Linked DNA regions of Mus musculus: regions 1, 2 and 4 are each linked to region 3. A link is a contact called in public Hi-C and promoter capture Hi-C data. All regions are on one chromosome and are shown on one strand. The core of a region is the stretch at or near the end of the contact, and the rest is flanking DNA. Distances in the headings are between cores, read along the strand shown.

Region 1 (2,700 bases), core at 171-2,670, 1.0 Mb after region 3:
ATGCCATGGCAGTAAAGGGCTCACTACTTCAACCCTATTGCCTCACCACAGGGCATGTCCCCAACTAGCCAGGCATCAGTTCCTAGCAGATTCTGGCCCTACTCAGTCCTGGCACTTATGTTAATACTCTGTGCCATCTACCTTCTACCATCAAATCTAAAGGCCAGCCTCGCAGAAGATTACTATACCAAGAACACTGGATTGCTATTCTCAGGGGCAGAGGGCTCCAAAATAAGCACACAGGCAAGCAGCTAAGGCAGGATGATGGACTGCATTCAGGCCAGCTTATTCTGTTGACAGTCTCCCCCAGCCTGCCCCTACCCACCCACCCACATATATAACTACTCAAGTAAGTCCCCTACACACACACACACACACACACACACACACACACACAAACAGCCCACTTAAGAAAATTAAGAAAACCATTCAAGTTAAGACAGGTTTCTTTTATTAGTTTTTCCTAAACTTTGTCTCATGTTAACTGTTTTTCTTAGTGTAAGAATGTGACCTAGAGTTTTTAACAAACCAGTTTGGATAATGCAACCCGGATAAACACTTGTTTGCACACAAGTCATCAGTTGCCATCTGGCCAGCCTCCACATACATCCAATCGGTCTACAGACATAGCAGAAGCAGACCATCTGATTTCTAGCTTTTAATCTTAAACTTCAAATTCACCCCCATCCCAGCACCCAAACCCTCCCACCCCCACCCCCACACACAAATGTTTATGAGTTCTTCATTAAGGACAGTCAGTTGCATAAGAGCTGGCTTAATCCTGCAGCCTGCATTTGAAAAAGCTCTTGGCCTCAGAGCAAGGCCAGTGGGAACTCTTACAGCACTCAAGGAAGCAGAGCATACATTTGGCCTGGGGTTCCAGGCCTGTACTGAGCGGGAGTCCAGCTGCTCACATAAGCATGCATTCCTTCCTTTCCAACTGCCTCTAGAGCACTTGAGAGCTATAGCACTTCCTGTGTGGACAGACAGATGCATAGTGATTCTAACTATGCATGGTTGAACCCTATTTCCAACAAGCAAAAATAAACAGAGGCTCTGTTACAGAGATCAGCGATTACAAAGACCCAGAACATAACCGACACTTGTAACTAAGGCAGGTAACCAGCTCTGACCTCTACTGCAGGCATCCACCCTTGTTTGCAGAACATCTCTTTCCTGTAGACTGGCCCCAGGAGTATGTGGTGCCCTGACACTGGCTTCAGTCGGCAATGAGGTGTTCTTGTGACCTTGGGCACCTTGTCTTTTATACCAATTTCAGACTTGTCCAGGGCAACGCAGTGCAATAGCTTTACAATCTGTCAGCTGTTTTAACATACAGATTGGCAGATTCAAGACACATTAACACAAAAGATACCAAACAAAGAGCCTCGAACTCTCATCCTGTCCCATTCAAACTTCTAATTTACATACATCTACCACCACTCGAGCGGGTCAGGGTACAAATCTTTCCACCATACTAAGGATGGACTGCTCAGATTTACCATGCCTACACCCAACTGTGTTATTTACAACCCAACCTTAAGGTTAAACTACACTTTGATGCTTCAGTATTAGTGAATGTACTTTTAGGAAGTACAGGAAAGCAGAGTCCCTTGACACACTAAAGCTCGCTCTAAGTGAAGAGGGCACATAGCATTTATACTGCTTAAGGATGGAGGAGGAAGACTGGGCTGGGGATAGAGGGATGAGAGCAGGCTCTGCTGCGCTCTGCACTCTCCTAGTGTTAATCCATGCTTGGCCATCCTGACCCTCAGAAATGGAGAAAGCACCAGCCCCACAACCCCACAGGCAGAGAATGCTGGTGGTGATCTCCACCTAGACCTTCCAAGGCGTAATACGAACTTCTGTCATGTATAAGGAAAAGCCTGCCTGGTGGCTGTCGCGGCTTTTGTTAGAGCTCAGTTTCCCCAAACACACTTCACCTTGTAGAAGCATGATTAAAACAAGGATGGAGGCGAGAGCTCAGATAGACTAGCTGGGCTCTTAAACAGGACCGTAATGAAGAGAGAACAGTGCACTTCATCTCTGGATCTAACTATTTAGAAGTCAAAATGCTCTGTATATTACCTATATACCCCACCCCCGAGGTCCCCTAAAAACTGACTAAGAAATCTCCAGTATTTGCTTGCTCTAGTTGATATTCAGAACAAAGTTGACAACTTAAAGCTTTATAATAGTCTGTTTTAATATAAACAAGTGTTGGAATCAATCAATGTCCATCTCAGGAAGCTTCTTGTCGCCATCAGAAGGCACAGCTGTGTCTGCACCGTGCTCAGCAGCCTGGGAGCCTGGGTTGTCTCCTTGGCCATCCACTGGTCCATTCTGCTCAGCATGTTTTGGTTCCTCCTTTGGGGGTTCCACTTTGGGTTTGGGTTTTGAAATTATAGGACTGCAAATACTTGTCAGCTCCTAGAATGGTAAAGAAAACTATAGTTTCTTATAAATGAAACAAATTTTATATGACATGCTAAGTAAACCCCAATACCTAAGCCATAATGAAATCCCAACTGTTAATAACAAAGAGCTGCTAAGAAATGTCCAGGGCCCGGCATGGTGGCACACGCCTTTAATTCAGGCAGAGGCAGAGAGACAGAGGCAGATGGATTTCTGAGTTCAAGGCCAGCCTGGTCTACAGAGTGAGTTCTAGGAGAGCCAGGGCTATACAGAGAAACCCTGTCT
Region 2 (2,700 bases), core at 75-2,574, 1.1 Mb after region 3:
GCCTCATATTTGCTATATAGCCCAGGTTGGCCTTAACCTCCTTGTCCTCCTTTCTCTACATCCTGAATCCTGATTTTAGAAACTTGTGTCATAACTTGGGAATTAGACTAGCCTGAGCTAAGTTTCTGGCCAGCCTGAAAAATTAAAGATGTTATCTTTAACAATTAAAAAAAAAAAAAAAAAAAAAGAGGGGCCTGGAGAGATGGCTCAGAGGTTAAGAGCACTGACTACTCTTCCAGAGGTCCTGAGTTCAATCCCAAGCAAACACATGGTGTTTCTGTCTGGTCCTGTCTCCCTCTCCACTCCCCTTACCCCTCCTCCTCTCTTAAGACTCAACCAAACTGAGTAGAATTCAGAGATCTGCATGCCTGTGTCTCCTGAGTGCTGGGATTAAAGGAATGTGCCACCACACCTGGAACTAAATTTCTTTACCTGAAACTTTCTCTGTACCATGCTGGCCTGGAACTCATGTCTGTACTCCCATCACTTATGATTGATTCCTTTCCAGAGCAGCCATGTTGCTGGATTAAAATTCCTCTACACAGCCGGGCAGTGGTGGCGCATGCCTTTAATCCCAGCACTTGGGAGGCAGAGGCAGGCAGATTTACAAGTTCGAGGCCAGCCTGGTCTACAGAGTGAGTTCCGGGACAGCCAGGGCAACACAGAGAAACCCTGTCTCAAAAAAAGACCAAAAAATCCTCTACGCAGATCTTTGAAAGAAAAATCAAAAACAAAAAAAAAAAAACCAAAACAAAACAAAAAACCAACCAAACAACAACAAAATCAGAATGATCCAGTCATCATGACGACACCTGTAATTTCTTGGGGTTTTTGGTGTTTTGTTTTTTGAGACAGTTTGTGTGTGCAGCCTTGGTTTTCCTGAAACTCCCTGTGTAGATGAGGCTGGCCGTGAATCCCATCAAGTGTTGGAATTAAAGATGTGGGCCATTACTTCCTGGCCTTTTTGGTTTTGTTTGGTTTGGTTTTGAGCTAGGGCCATAAGTTTTCCCAGGTTGGCCTCAAAAACATAGCAATCCTCTTGCCTCAGCCTCCAAAATCCTGGATTACAGGATTTTTTTTTTTTAGGATTTTTTGAATACTACAAAATTCCACTGCATATGTATTACAGACCCCTGGTTTGAGATCACCCTTCAAGACCCTATTCATACTGAACACACAAGCCCACATTAGAAAAGACAAACCAGCTAGTGGCCACCATTAGCCTCTTCTGAATTGAGCCCGTCTGGCCCCGCCCAGGACCGCAGAGGTTTCTAAGGACCCGCCCACCGGTGCTAGTTTCCCAAAAACCCGTGCGGCAGACTCCAGCCGCTCCAAGATGGCGACTCCCATGCATCGGCTCATAGCTCGAAGGAAAGCGTAAGTGAGATGCTTGTGGGGTGTGCAGGAGGGCTGGGGGCGTGCAGACGCCTGTCCGCTAGCTAGTGAGCGGGCGCAGGCTGCTGAACTGAGCGGGATTTGAAGAGAGTTCGAAATGAATCCAAGAATTGGTCGTTGGGTGGTCTGTGTTCCTCTGTCCGGTCCACATGTCAAGGGTAGCCTGGATGCTTGATCCCACATCTTCCCTCTCAAGATCCCAAACTTTTCCCTCTTCAGCGTACCTGCCTCCTTCCTATCGCCCTTTCTAGAAACAAGCCTGTCTGCAATGCCTATTAATTCCCCATCGACCGTTTCACTTTCTGCAGCTCTCACTGTAAATAATTATTTTAGTACAATCACTCACAGACAGTTTCTCTGAAGAAAAATGTATTCAAGCTACGCAGCTTAACAGTTTTATTGTGGAACCTGTTGATACTCTAAACAAGTACAGCTAGTGGTTTAAATAGCTTTGTAGGAGCCGGATGGTGATGGTACATCCAAGCATTCAGGAGGCAGAGGTAAGCAGATTTCAGAATTCGGGGCCAGCCTGGTCTACAGAGTGAGTTCCAGGACAGCCAAGGCTACACAGAGAAACCCTGTCTCTCTAAAAACAAAACAAAGTTAAGCTTTAAAGGGGATAAGAGGCTGTGGTGAGGAAAGGCAAAAGGCCCAGTTCAAGTCAGTTCTAGAAATTCATCTGTGAGGGGTGACATTTGAAAACAGACTAAAAGCCATAGAAAGGACTGAGTCAGCAGAGGATTTGGGGAAAGATAGGAAATGGTATATTTGCTATGAGTCTGTTAGAATTTGGGGGTGGGTTGGGCAGATTTAGAGACAGGATTTGTCTGTGTAGCCCTGGCTGTCCTGGAACTCACTCTGTAGACCAGGCTGACCTCGAACTCAAGATATCTGACTGCCTTCAGTATGCTGGGATTAAAAGCTTGTGCCACCATGCCCAGTTTGAATCTCAGTAACTATCAGTCCTGGTGGCAGATGCCTTTAATCCAAGCACTGGAGAAGCAAAATCAGGTGGAGTAGCACTGAGTCAAAGCCAGCCTGATCTAAAGAGCAAACTGCAGGCCAGCCTCAGCTGTGTAGGGAGACCCTGTCTCCGAAAAGAAAAAAAACCAACCAACTCAATAACTACCCATTCAGTGGTGTAAGCGATGTAAGGGGCGGAGACCAGTTACTTGAACATGAATTTGAGTCCAGCCTGGGCAACATAATAAGACTTCATCTTAAAACCCTCCAGTAATGTCATACCCACTCTGCATGGCTGTGTGACATGCATGTCATGTTGTATTTCTCAGACCTATCAAAAGT
Region 3 (2,741 bases), core at 180-2,679:
CAAAGACCTGGTAATTCAACCCATTGCTTGGTCTCTCTGCCCAGTCTTGTCCTAGAGAAGCTGTAGTCTCTGGTTTCTTTAGGAGGCCCTGTGTGGAAAAGTCTTTTGTCTTCGTGGTGCCAGGAATACCAATCATGTGCTCACTGGTTAGGTGAGCCTGGCGCCTTGGTGGGGCTAGTGATGCTCCCTAGACACAGCAGGGCAGGGCAGGGCAGGGCAGGCAATTGCCCTCTTCCTGGCTGGGCTGAGGCCAGATGGGTGCTTTCAGGCCTCTCCCTTTACTTCAAAGCTGTTTCATTCTAGCGACCTTATCACAGCCTTCTTTGAGCCGCCTGTACAGCATAGCCTGTTCAGGTTGAGCCTGACTGTCCCCGTTCATTGCTGGATGGATCCCCAGCACTGGCCTCACAGATTGGCCTAGAGCATGGTTACCCAAAGAATGTAACCTCCATGCTACATTCACATTGACTCTCTCCAGGCTTGGCGCTTCACTCCAACAATGGCTATTTGGGGGCCTGGAAGCCTCTTCAAAGTTCAAAGGTAGGAAATAAAGGTGAAGATTAGCCAACAGGGTGGTCCTAGCCTCGAATCTCCAAGCTGGCTATTGGGAGGCAGACAGATCTGAGTTTAAATAGCGAGCTCCAAGCCTTATATAGTAAGACCCTGTCTCAAAACAAAACAACAAGAGTTTCAGGCAAGTATATATGTGGTGAAAATGCCTGTGACCCCAGCGCAGGTGGAAGGAGATCATGAATTTTAGACCAACCTGGTCAACATACTGAATTTACAGCTACTCTGTGCCAAACAGGGTCCCGTCTTAAAATGCAAAGAAAATAAAACTTTAAAAATCAAATAAGCAGGTGTACCATGTCAGGAGTATTTAAGAATTCTAAGCCGCCTAGGTTAAAGAAACACCTTTGTCTCAACATGGCATACATGTATATATATATATATATTTAATTCAGTATCAGTAGAGAAGGTTCAACTCCTGAACCCCTGGTCAGCAAACTCAATTCTATTTCCTTAGGTTATTAGGAGAGTAACGGTGGTCAGGCTGAGGCGACTCCTTTAAGGAAAACACACACCCACAACCGGTTTTGCGGTTTGTTGTTTCCAGGCTTTTCCAGGACTGGGGTCTTTCAAGCCGTTTAAGACAGCCCATGCCTGAAAGACCCTTCGGGTCGAGATGGTTTCCCAGCCGGTGCCGGAGTCCGCTTTGAAGGAGAGCATGGCGCTGTTTAGGCCAGCGGAGTAAGGAGGACGTCCCTCTCTTGCCCAGCCACCCCTCCACCCGCCGCCGCTCAGCACCTCTCCAGGAGACCTCTGCGGCGCTCAGGGTCTGCCGCCTGTGTTTCGACTGCCGTCAGGCGATCTCAACGGCCAGCCCGGCCGGCTGTGTGACGTCACGGGCTCGGGGTCCTCGGCGCCTGCGTCCCGCTGCTATAAAAGGCGACGCCGCGCGGCGCCGCTCGAGTGGCCTTGTTCTCGATACTTCGTTGTGGTTGTGAACTCTGTCCGGCAGCCTCGGGCCTGCGGTCTTGAGACGGAGCACCGTGAGTAGCAACCCGCGAGCCGGACACGTTCCTCGAGGGAGGGGCTGGGTGGGAGCCTCGCGTTGGCTGTGGAGTGCACGAGGCGGCGAGGCGACCTGGCCTCGTATCCTGAGGCGCCGTGCGGCCCGTTGCAGACCCCCGGACCGCGGGAGGCACGAGGAGGCCGAGTCAGGCCTTCAAGGGTCTCCCATCCTTTCGGCGCTCGCTCAGGGAAGAGAGTCGAGCCCTGTGGCAGGCCTGCCGCTTTGCAGGCGACGTCAGTCGGCCCCAAACGCGACTGGAAGGCCCAGGCTTCGTACCGGGCCTGCCTTAGCGACAGGCTTGCTGCTCCGCGCTCCAGGCCGGGTGGGCAGCGAGGCTTTGAGTAGGGGTCCTGGGCCGTTCCAGGTGGTGGCTGTCGTTGCCATTTGATTCTTGGCTCCCTCCCTTTTCTCCTGTATCTGGCGTCAATTAGCTCCTTATTGGTCTCACCTTTTTAACCACCGAATATGCAGGTAACAGACTCCCAATGTTTCTTTGCGTTTTGTCACGTTCTGCAGTCTCTGAACTTGTTACTGTAATAGACACTGTCGTCTGAGGTGTGTGGCATTTGACGCTAAAACCTGAGGTGTTTGGGTTTTTTAAGGGATAGTGCTAAAACCTGCCTTCTGGTTCACTTTTTCACGGAGTCCTCAGGTTTGGAGACTCAGTTTTTCAGCAGAATGTTACAGTAGACTGTATTGTGGCATAGAACAATGCAGTCTCTTCCGTCCTGCAGTGTAGTAACAAGTGTCAGAATTTCGAGTCACTTAAAACAGGTTTGTTTTTAAAGTCTGGTATACTAGAATTCTCATGCTAGACTTGGATGATTAATTTCCAAGTCTAGGAGCTTAGAGAACTGAAGAAGGGTTTTTTGAAAGCATATCAAATCGAAACCTCATACATTATTACTTAAAAATTTTGCACTTAATTCCAACACAACAACAAAAGTGAAGTCTAGGATTACAGAGTGCGTTGAATTACAGATTAACCGATTGCCTCCCTGTCATTTAATAAGATCCTGGCTCCCTTGCAAGTAACCTAATACCTAAATTTGACTATGACTAAGCACATCTTTATTTATTGTGAATTATTTCAAGGAAATACGGGGTGGTCTTTTAAAATAATTTTATCAACTACATAGACTTGTTCTGGAATGCTCATTGTAGT
Region 4 (2,712 bases), core at 211-2,710, 1.1 Mb after region 3:
TAACATCTTTTTTAAGACAAAGCTTTCTTTTCTGCGTAGCCCTGCCTATCCTGAAATGGTCTCTATGAACCAGGCTGGCCTCGAACTCACTGCAGCCTGCCTCTGCCTCCCTGCGAGAGCTGGGATTAAAGGCCTGTGCCACCAGCGCCAGATAAATAAAATTTTAACGCACCTGTAATACCAGATTCTAGCAGACAGAAGCAGAATGAAAATTTTAGGTCATCCTGGGCTAAATGTGGGGGAAAAAATCCTACATATATCTAAAAAGTAGACTCCCTTTTACTCCAGCAAGCTCTGAGTGAGTCTTTTTTTTTTTTTTTTTTTTTTTTGCAGATTTGTCTATACTGGTCCCATAACTTCATGTAAGTTCTAGAAGTCAAACAGAGCCCTTGAGTCATGCATTAACAATTGTGGCAACCTTCCGGCTGGAATTCATTAGCATGAAAAACTAACGCTGTTAAGGAATAGGTGAGCAGCCTGGGTAAGGAATGACCCAACCTAACTCAATATCCAAAAACGAATGAAGGGAGTTAAAACGCTATCAAGAAAAGCATGGACTTTATTCAGGGCCTGCCGTGGGTACTCAGACTCCACATCTTCCGGGCGCCACCCCGCCCCCACTCACGTGGGACTCAGAGCGCTTCCCAGTCCCGAGGCCACAATCTTGCAAGTTAACTTTTATTAAATGCTCGCCGTGGGCCGAGTTTGAACCTCTATTGGATTCGACGAGCTCAGCAAGCCCTGGACCTCGTTTCAGACCGAACCACCCAAACCCTCCCCCCCCCCAAAAAAGGAGGTGAGAGCGGTCGGTCCATCCCACGGTCTCAGGCCCGCCTTCTCTTTCAGTTCCTGCTCCTGCCCTCCGCCGATCAGAGTACCGGCTCAAAGCCTTCGTTTGGCCCGCGCGAAAGGGCCTCGTGCCTGGCGCAGGCCCAGGATCCGAAGCAGGTGGCAGCCGCGGGCGACCCGGCACTCGGCGGGGGTCTCCTGCGGACCCTCGCCCGGAAAGCGAGGCGACCCCGCCAGCCAAGCCCCACTTACGGCGTGCAGCGGTCGCTATACTCGTTAGCGATCGTCTCGATGCCGCCGGCGCGGGCCACAGCGACATAGCAGCTCTGAAAGCCCAGGTCTATGCCCACCACCGACATGGCGCCGGCTACTGCTCCGGCTCGGGCCCAGGGCCGGCCGCCGACACTGCACACGGAACCCGGCGGGGTTGGCGCGTGGAAGAGGGCGAGCCGCGTGGGCCGGTGGAGCGCCGCGGCTGGGCGGGCGAAGCCGGACGACCGTCCGCTAGGAGGCTTGGGGCTTGGAGAAAGACGGGGGCCTCTACCGCTCGGGCCGCGGCTCCGGCTCCACGGCCGCAGAGGAGGCGCCGGTCGCGGAGGCGGAGAAGATCTCGAAGGCTCTCGTTGCAACAGGAGCAAGGTTGCAGCGCGAGAACTGCGCTGAAACGAAACGTTCTCGCGAGACCCCGGCTCAGACGCTTTTCCTCCCAAGGCTCCTCCCGTCTGACGAAGTCTGGCGTCACGTCCTGGCACAGGAACCGTGAAAGGAAGTGGGGGGACGGAAGCGGTCCGACGCGAAGTGGGCCACTGAGCCTGCGCGGAGAAGCCCCCCACAATCCTCCCTGAGCTGCAGGGCGCCTCCCATCCAGAAGTCAGGCGAGCGGGAGTGAGACAGTTCTTCGGGGAGCTGCATTGAACCCACTTCCGCCGTGCTCGTCACCGCGGAGGGACTTCCGGCAGTGACTTTGCAGGCTCTCTGCAGGGTTTTTTTTTTTTTTTTTAAGGCCCCACAGTGAACTCGAGTTAATCCTGCTAAGGGCGCTAAGGGTTTCAGCTCGGCTCTACGTAAAACTCAGTATTAAAACCAAGCGCTAACTAAAAGAATCCGAAGCCACGCTTCCACCTACTTTTAACCACTCACTTCCCGTGATCAGACGAGGGACCTTTCAGTCCTAGGTGTTTTCCCTGAGCTGGACACAAGGGTCCAAATCACATGCTCCGTGGAGTGGGAGGTCTAAGACCAGTGTCACGTTTATGTGAATGCTAACACATTATTATATAGAGTAGGTGGGGAGGGGACAGAATGTCCTGCAGGACAGTCCTCAAGGATGACCTTGAAATTCGGAAGCTCTTTTCTCCTTAGTGCTGGGACCCACTTACAGCCATGCCCCCACCCTGCGTTAAACTAAAGAATCTGAAACTATAGTGACCACTACGTTAGCCAGTTGCGGAAAGCTGGAGGGGAACCAGCTTCAACGCGTTTCTGATTATTACCAACCCAGAGTGCAGGAGGAAGATCCTAAGTTTCCCGGTTTCTGGCTGTTTTGTGGCTGAGGATATAGAGTACAGTGCTAGAACACTTGCAGGCTCAGGGCCTTGGACTGGATCCCCAACACCACAAAACTGAAAGGATTTTTAAATTTCACTTATTTGTCACCTCTTGTTCATAGGTGCCTAACGGTGTCCAACACAGTAAACCGTGCGGGAGAGATGGCTCCACAGTTAATACGTGCTGTGAAACCATACAGACTGGGGTTTGAATCCCAATCTCGATCTGTCATCGAGAACCTAGCAGGACAAAGACAAGAGGTTAACTGGAGGGGCTCCCTGACTAGCAGCCTAGTCCAAAAACTAGAGCTCCAGTTTCAGAGAGAGACCCTGCCTCCAAAAACTACATCAGAGAGCAACAGGGGATATCTGTTCT

Evidence for each region. Promoter capture Hi-C pulls out the DNA fragments that hold promoters and counts their contacts. Hi-C and Micro-C count contacts between places; a contact is called where the count stands out from the background.
Region 1: a contact with region 3 is called in a Hi-C map of embryonic stem cells, with 2.3 times the contacts expected there. The contact joins the enhancer-like site here to the promoter of Skp1 in region 3. A contact is called at or near these places in 17 of 39 promoter capture datasets (the 3T3-L1 cell line, 3T3-L1-derived adipocytes, the HPC-7 cell line and 8 more), 2 of 484 Hi-C or Micro-C datasets (both in embryonic stem cells), 7 of 115 datasets of contacts at active chromatin or transcription factors (astrocytes, differentiating embryonic stem cells, embryonic forebrain and 2 more) and 1 of 9 other capture datasets (pancreatic islet).
Region 2: a contact with region 3 is called in a promoter capture Hi-C map of liver, with 4 times the contacts expected there. The contact joins the promoter of Zcchc10 here to the promoter of Skp1 in region 3. A contact is called at or near these places in 16 of 39 promoter capture datasets (the 3T3-L1 cell line, the C10 cell line, HPC-7-derived erythroid cells and 11 more), 7 of 115 datasets of contacts at active chromatin or transcription factors (astrocytes, embryonic forebrain, embryonic stem cells and 3 more) and 2 of 9 other capture datasets (embryonic stem cells and macrophages).
Region 4: a promoter capture Hi-C map of embryonic stem cells shows a contact between it and region 3, with 4 times the contacts expected there. The contact joins the promoter of Hspa4 here to the promoter of Skp1 in region 3. A contact is called at or near these places in 1 of 39 promoter capture datasets (embryonic stem cells), 2 of 484 Hi-C or Micro-C datasets (both in embryonic stem cells), 13 of 115 datasets of contacts at active chromatin or transcription factors (astrocytes, cardiomyocytes, embryonic hindbrain and 6 more) and 3 of 9 other capture datasets (adipose tissue, embryonic stem cells and liver).

What each region holds. Positions count from the first base shown.
Region 1 is chr11:53,259,386-53,262,085 of GRCm38.p6, forward strand. Hspa4 (heat shock protein 4) reads right to left here. Exons shown (of 19, transcript NM_008300.3): 19 at 429-2,430. The coding sequence ends at 2,227. Among named protein-coding and RNA genes, the nearest start is that of Hspa4, 40 kb to the right of the region's middle. Within about 2 kb of position 1,421, at least 19 of the 459 cell types and tissues checked have an H3K27ac peak or open chromatin away from gene starts, as enhancers often do. A contact at or near this core is called in embryonic stem cells, where this site is marked.
Region 2 is chr11:53,323,365-53,326,064 of GRCm38.p6, forward strand. Zcchc10 (zinc finger, CCHC domain containing 10) reads left to right here and starts at 1,325. Exons shown (of 4, transcript NM_026479.4): 1 at 1,325-1,377. The coding sequence starts at 1,337.
Region 3 is chr11:52,230,566-52,233,306 of GRCm38.p6, forward strand. Skp1 (S-phase kinase-associated protein 1) reads left to right here and starts at 1,430. Exons shown (of 6, transcript NM_011543.4): 1 at 1,430-1,553.
Region 4 is chr11:53,299,019-53,301,730 of GRCm38.p6, forward strand. It overlaps Hspa4 (heat shock protein 4), which reads right to left and starts at 1,461. Exons shown (of 19, transcript NM_008300.3): 1 at 1,042-1,461. The coding sequence starts at 1,148.